2 separate regions of the Zea mays genome follow, and region 2 is linked to region 1. A link is a contact called in public Hi-C data. All regions are on one chromosome and are shown on one strand. The core of a region is the stretch at or near the end of the contact, and the rest is flanking DNA. Distances in the headings are between cores, read along the strand shown. Region 1 holds the start of LOC103634728 (DNAJ heat shock N-terminal domain-containing protein). Region 2 holds the start of LOC100279768 (Protein EXECUTER 2 chloroplastic).

Region 1 (3,761 bases), core at 1,210-3,709:
ACTCACCCTTGCTCTACACACCAAACCCCCCATCCCCAGGTTGTCAGCATTGCAACCACTGCTCAGGAGAAGATGAAGCTGTGGAAGGAGACCTTCAGGAGTTCCAAGACTACGACGAGTTCTAGGCGTGGGTTAGCGGCAACCCCCAGTCGGCTGCCTGTGAAGGCCGCGTTTATCTACGTTTCTTTTCCGCACTTTGATTTATTGTAAGGACTATATGGACGTCTCGAACGTATGATGTAATCGACTATTATTTCCCTTTTAATACTATTTGAGCACTGTGTGATGATGTCTATGTTATGTAACTGTTGTGTACGTGAATAACTGATCCTGGCACGTACATGGTTCGCATTCGGTTTGCCTTCTAAAAACCGGGTGTGACATTTATATGCACTGGAGCTAATAGTTAGTTGCTAAAATTAGCTGAATACATCCAAACAAACTATTTATCGTGGTTTTGGAAACCAGAGGACAATAGAATTTTTGTTCGGTGGGGGATGCTACTGCAAACTCACTCCGAATGGTGAATCGCATGGATTCGAGTAGGGGGTTTGAGAAAGGGAGCTATACTGGTGCAGGCTTGCACCCTAGTCCAGTGTAGTGCTGATCATAGTATTGCTTGAGGACGTGTTACAACTGGTGCATGTGTAAAGAAGGAGGGGGTCCTGCCCTTTTATAGCTCAAGGGTGTGACTTTACAATGTGGACTTGTATTCTACTGCCGAGAGCATGGCTTGCTGCCTTGGGTGGCATAGTCCTACTGACGTCGTCCATGGAGTCATGTGTAGCCGTACTCCCGACATGGTATACTACTTCATCCATCCGGTATACGGGTCCCTGTAGCGAGTTCGATGCTGATGTAGTGGCACTTGGCGGGTCCCACAGGGTAGACTTGCAGTGTTTTTTGGTGTTGTGCGTGGTGTAGCTTCGTGTTCCATCATGAGCCTTGCGCCACCTCCCTATATGCGTAGGCATACACCCGGTACGGTGTATCGCCCCGTCATTTCCGGTATGTGGGTCACTGAAGGTCCTCATGGTTGGGGCTACCTGGCCCTAGAAGTCAGCGAGGGTACGCCTAAGACTGTACGCGGGGGCATATCGCCGTGTCTGATAGGGACTTTTCAGCACCCCTCGGTATGCCGCACTCGTGGCCCGGACGTGGTTAGGTGGTGACATGTCTTGTCGTGCTGATGTGGGTTAGTAGTATTGGACCGACCCTTCTGCCTTGCTGAGTTGCTCGATTAGGACTTGGTCGACCGCTCCATCTCGTAGGATTGCTCGGTAGAGGCTTGGTCGTTCGCTCCGCCTCGCATGGTTTCTCAGCAGAGATCTGGTCGGGTGCTCCGCCTCATAGGTTTGTTCGGCAATGACCTGGTCGGGCACTCCGTCTCGTAGATTTGCTTGGCAGAGACCTGGTTGGGCGCTCCGCCTCGCAGGGTTGCTCAACAAAGGCCTAGTTGGGCGCTCCGCCTCGCAGAGTTGCTCGGTTGAGGCTTGGTCGGTCGCTCTGCCTACCCGATCGACAAGTGGCCCATTAAGAGGCCTTAGGCCTACTTCGGGTACCCGGTTCCTGGGTACCTGACATTATCATTTGGAGAGTCATTTCAATCTCCAACAACCTTTCTGTATCTTATTTGTACTCTAGAGAGTTATTCATGTTTTCTATATTTGACTAGCGAGAAACCCGGAATAGAAGATGACTATATTTGGATAGCCATTTAAATAAGTTGTTGGAAGGTATTTTTGTACAAAAATCTCTATTTATATAGATTAGGAAGGATATAAAGAGCCTCTTAGAGCTGATCTAATAGTTCAACTATTAACTATTTTTTAGTAAATTAGCTAATAGTTAGCTAGCTATTTGTTTGAGCATCTTCAATAACACCTCAAACTGGTGCCTCAAATTGAAATATAGGGCTCTATGCAGAAAAAACTACTCCAACGGTGACTCATTTTATAAAATTTAATCAAAAAATTATGGGGCACCTTCTCAAATGTCTTAAATATACTACACCGTAGTGGTCTGTCATATACTCTAGATTTGAGATTTTATTGTTGGAGCAGAATATTTTGTTGGTGCCCTAATTCCTATAAAATATACTTATTCTTAAATTCTAAGACATTTTTAGCTAATTTTACTAGCGATTTTTAGCCAACTAACAATTAACTCTAATGCATTCTAGATAATAATTACTCTTTATTTAAATATAATCTAGACTAGGCGCTATTTTGGACAGTACCACTACTTTTGAACGTAGAACTGGTTTCTAGTGCTACAAAATCATTTAAATTCTTATATGTCTTTTGTCCAGTCAGTCATGTGACACTTTTCTTTTCTCAGATGACATAAATTCTAATCTACCGCTAGTACTAATATGGTATTTTCTTCCCGAGCAGCATACGTGCGTATGCACGCGTTTCTAGTACAAAAGAAAAAGAAGAAAAGGAAAAAAAGAAATCGCAAAAGAAACGTGTGAAAAAAACGGCCCAGAAGACGATTTCATCGGGCCGGAAAACCTGACTGGGTCGGCCGCCCGCCAGCCCGCCCGCCTCATCCCCTTCCGTTCACGGTTCACCCACGTGCGTTTCTGTCGGCTCGGCTCTTGCACCCCCTTTTGCTCTCCGCCGCCTGGTGCTTCGCCCCCCTCGCTCTCCGACGACTGGTGGGCCGCCGGCGCCGGTGCCGCCCTACGGCAGTTGGGCCTTCGTTGGCCTCTTCGCCGGCCTTTTCGCCGGTGACGAGCAGCCACTAGGTATTCTCATCCCTTCCTGCTGTGCGAAGCCGAGCATCAAACCCTAACCTAAAGCTATTTGGCTATGATAGCGAGTAATTTTGTTTGCACGTGTTTTTGGGCGGGTTTGGTCACCAATGTCTGGTCTTTTGGTTGTTGAAGGTGTTTGGAGCATGAGACAGGTGGTGCTTCCAAACCTAGATTTCATTTTGCTCCATGGTGCTGCCAATTAGTAGCCACGAGTCCGTTTCTGGTTTGGTTAGGTTTCTCTAAGACCCTTCAGGAATCAATCAGCAAAGCTTTGAGATATGTGCTGGTCTCCTTCTGGAGACATGCATCTCTTTCCAGATGGAGGGTGCCTGTGCTACTGGGGCCACAGATGTTATTGTGTGCATTCCGCACTCGTAGCTGAATATTTATAAGTGTTTGACTGTTAGTGGCTGATTGCAAGAATGTCCATGTATATTTGATAACTAAGGGTTTCCCCTTTGATGCAGACAGAAAGAAGTCTTTCTAATCATTAGTCAAGATCTAAAGGGTCCGTTTGGTTCATCTTTTTTCTGACCAGCTTTTCTGAGAATCTGGCTGTGGGGAGAATCTGACTGTGTAGAGAATCTGAGTATCATTAAGATTACATGCGAAGGAAGATAAAGATGCCCATAGGGCTCAGGATCTAGAAAGTAACGGATTCCTACTATTAAAACGACTCAATCGATTATGTGTTTATGTTGATTTTGAATGGTTTTTACCCAAACGAATTTTATAGAAGCTGGCTGAAAAGCTGAGCGTTTGGTAGTCCGCAGCAGCTTTTGGTGGCTAGAAGCTGCAAAAAGCTGAAATAAACAGGGGCAAAGTCCTCTCCATATATATCAAATGAGCGAAAGCTACTCTGTGTTTTTAACATCCCTCCTCTCTTGGCACCGTAGACTTAGTTGTATAAATTAAAAACTGATTCTAATAAGAGCTACATATCTTTGGCCAAAAGGGGCAAAAATAATTGTAATACGAGCAGGCGACGTCGGTCGGCCGT
Region 2 (3,555 bases), core at 48-2,547, 200 kb before region 1:
TCATTGTATATGTCTCATCATCTTCTTTGACAAGGAAAATTTCAAATAATGGAGTTCCTGAAGATGCAGTGACCAATTGCCTAAACAAAAACAAGTATTTTGTAAGTTGGAAGTGTACAATATATAGATGCTTGTCTGATGTTAATTTTTAAGATCAAGTTATAAACTTAGATAGGCACACCTTGGGTTGTAGCTCTTCGCCACATATCTCCCGACACCAGGGCTTATTCGTACAATTCTCCCGATGGAATCATCAGTGTCCTTAGCATATCCCACCCACCAACCTACCTGAAATGGAAATGGTTAGAATTCATCCCAACGGCAGTTCTAATGGGATCCCATCAAAAGAGTTTTTCCATATGAAAATGTATGGTTTTGAGCTGTTGACTATGGCTAGTGATAGTTGTCTTTACAAATACAAAAGGTCAAGGGGAACTATCATGGGCATGCTTTTTTACTAGGTTCATTACCATGTTAGCACAAGTTTAGTGATTTGCCAAAGATAGTTTGGTTAAGATGCATGCGCAACAAGTGACTTGAGAAGGCAAATAATTCTGCAATCAAAAGAAACGGAGAAAAATAATCAATGAAGAGTTGATAATTACCAAGCTGGTCCCAGCAAGCCTTGTCAACCTTGACGCGTCCTGGTACCGCTGTTCCTCTATAGCATTCTGCGAGAATGCAAGAGCACCCAGACAGAGCAGATGTAGTTAGAAAATCGTAATCTACAATGGTGGGGGAAAATATACATCTCAACTAAAAATGGATAACGAAACAGAATGTGAGGCAGCACAAAGCAGTTGCAGACCTTGAGCTCGGCCATGACGTGGGCTACAGCGTCGTTTCCGGTGGCCTCTATGATGTCCCTCTTGAGTTTGGCGGCCTCCGCGAAATCCTCGTTCTCCACCGCCTCCTCTAGCTGGAACTGCGCGGTCGGAAAAGGAGCGATCATCAGATTGGTTCGATTAGAAGTTATAACATGATGAAATGGCGATTACCTGGAGGAGGGATGCGTAGCTCTCCGCCTGGTCGACCTCGTCGAAGTGGCGGCTCCATCGGGTCCAATCCCAGGTGGAGGGCGACGACGCCGAGGAGGCGGCGGCGCAGAAGCAACAGCCGGCGGCGCGGCGGGCGGGGGTGGCCGATGGCGGGCGCACGGCAGAAGGCGGCGCGCGGCGTGCCGGAGCCGTGTTGAGGGGCGGACGCGCCGCCGCCCGCGTGGCGCACGCGGTGGCCGCGGTGGACATGGCGCTGGGTGCGGGTGGGTGGGTGGGTGCGGCCTGCGGGTCGCCGGGCGTGGGGGTGGGGCACAGCGGGCAGAGGGCTGGAAAGCACGCGATTCAGATAAGGATGACGGCCTCGGTTTGATTGGGAAGTGGCGAGCGAGCGAGGGGCGGGGTGGGTCCTAGGTGTGGCGATGGAGACGTGATCCCTTATTTCTCGTGGTAAATTTTTTTATTAGGACTTGTTCGGTTAGCTCTCAATTCATGTGCATTGAGTAGGATTGGAGGGGTTTAAATCCCAAACAAATCAAACTTATTCTTAATTTTTTCTCATCTCAATCAATCCATATGTATTAGGAATAACCGAACAAGGCCTTAGGTGATGGAGACGAAGAAGTTTCTTCCCACCAAAATGCAAATGGGAAATATTCTTCCCCAATCTATACTATCTATTAAAAGACTAATGTAGACCAGATTCATGCCCCCACCTCACCCTCTGGGTACATGCAAGCATCTGCATACATGCAAGCTCCGTCCTCTGCGTACATGCAAGCCCCCGCGCATGCAACGAATACAACTAAAGCTGCGCATGCAACCGTGCATGCAAATGTCACCACTACATGCAAAACCTGCATGTGCACAAGCGTGAATGCAAAGCCTGTTGCGCATGTGTTTGATACCTGGTAGGAATTATATGTTACAAATAAATGCGCTAATCAGCACATGTGTTTGGACAGTTTCAAGGAACTAAACGGTAAAAATAAGATAAAATATATGTAAATCGGATTTGAACCATGGTTATTTGCTTTAAACTCACGTTCACATCCACCTAGCCACCAGACCACACATTTTTTTATTTTAAACTCTATACTCAAATATAATATAGAGACTTTTATGAAAAATAGGGGGAAATAAAACCAGGTTATCCTCAGGCCAACCATGATACTTTTTACGTGAATTTGCTACCTCGATGATCTGTATACTTTTCTTTGCATTTAATATCAGATATAACTATGACAACTAATTTTTAGTCGTTTTGGACCAAAAAATATAGATTGGTCAAGTCGTTTAGTAAAGCAACATATCCCACATACTTGCAAATTGTTTTCACATCTTAATGAAATATATATCCGTATGCAAATTAGAAAAAGTTAATTTTTAGAATAGTTCATAGCCATCAGTTCAGAACTTAATGCGAAAGAATGTTGGCTCTATGTCTGCTTATGCGAAAGAATGTTGTCTCTTCCCTTTCCTATAGGAGGGTGAAATAAGTTTTACCAGCAGCGTCGTACCGGAGGTGCCAGTAGCCTTAGTGTACCAGTCGTTCCTCAAAATGGACTCACTGGCAGCAAAATGTTCTCTAATGAGTTGACTCGCGTGCTCGACTGGGATTGTACTTTGTCTCTTCTGTCAACTGAGCTATGGTGAATTCTATCGACATCAACGTTAGCACGATGGTTCGCCCAACTGAGCATGTCCCCGGTCCACAAAACTATGTAGTTGAGAACCTCACATGTAGATTCATATTAGTTAGCAGTTTGATTGAACAAACTAACACAATTGTTCGATCTATATATGCAAAAGATGGCACTGATTGTTTGATCTAAATGTTGTGAGATACTCTCCAATAAAAATTACATGGTTGCCTCATGGTCTATTGAGAGCACCTAGAGGGGGGGGGTGAATAGGTGATCCTGTAAAACTTAAAACTTAACACCACAAACTTGATTAAGAGTTAGAACAATGAAATCAAGTGAGTAGAAAGGAGAGCTCTTGTGAAGCACAATAGACACAATAAGGACAAGCACAAGAGACACGAGGATTTATCTCGTGGTTCGGCCAAGTACAAAACTTGCCTACTCCACGTTGTGGCGTCCCAACGGACGAGAGTTGCACTCAACTCCTCTCAAGTGATCCAATGATCAACTTGAATACCACGGTGTTCTTCTTTACTTTACTTTTTCCCGTTTGCGAGGAATCTCCACAACTTGGAGTCTCTCGCCCTTATAATAAGAATCACAATGAAGCACTAGAGTAAGGGAGAGAAGCAACACACTCAAATCCACAGCAAATACGCACACACAAGACCAAGACTTGAGCTCAAAAGAGTATCACAAGGTTCTCACTAGAACGGAGCTCAAATCACTAAGAATGTCGAACAAGTGTGCAAGAATGAAGTGTGAATGATCAACAATGCTCAAAGGTTGCTTGGTATTCTCCTCCATGCGCCTAGGGGTCCCTTTTTATAGCCCCAAGGCAGCTAGGAGACGTTGAGAGCATTTCAAGAAGGCAATTCTTGCCTTCTGTCGCCTGGCACACCGGACAGTCCGGT

Evidence for each region. Hi-C and Micro-C count contacts between places; a contact is called where the count stands out from the background.
Region 2: a Hi-C map of leaf shows a contact between it and region 1, with 4 times the contacts expected there. The contact joins the promoter of LOC100279768 here to the promoter of LOC103634728 in region 1. A contact is called at or near these places in 5 of 25 Hi-C or Micro-C datasets (bundle sheath, ear, leaf and 1 more).

The regions. Positions count from the first base shown.
Region 1 is chr8:8,184,825-8,188,585 of Zm-B73-REFERENCE-NAM-5.0, reverse strand. LOC103634728 (DNAJ heat shock N-terminal domain-containing protein) reads left to right here and starts at 2,459. Exons shown (of 3, transcript XM_008657312.3): 1 at 2,459-2,752.
Region 2 is chr8:8,387,431-8,390,985 of Zm-B73-REFERENCE-NAM-5.0, reverse strand. It overlaps LOC100279768 (Protein EXECUTER 2 chloroplastic), which reads right to left and starts at 1,297. Exons shown (of 11, transcript NM_001152726.1): 1 at 999-1,297; 2 at 809-925; 3 at 606-671; 4 at 182-288; 5 at 1-80. The coding sequence starts at 1,247.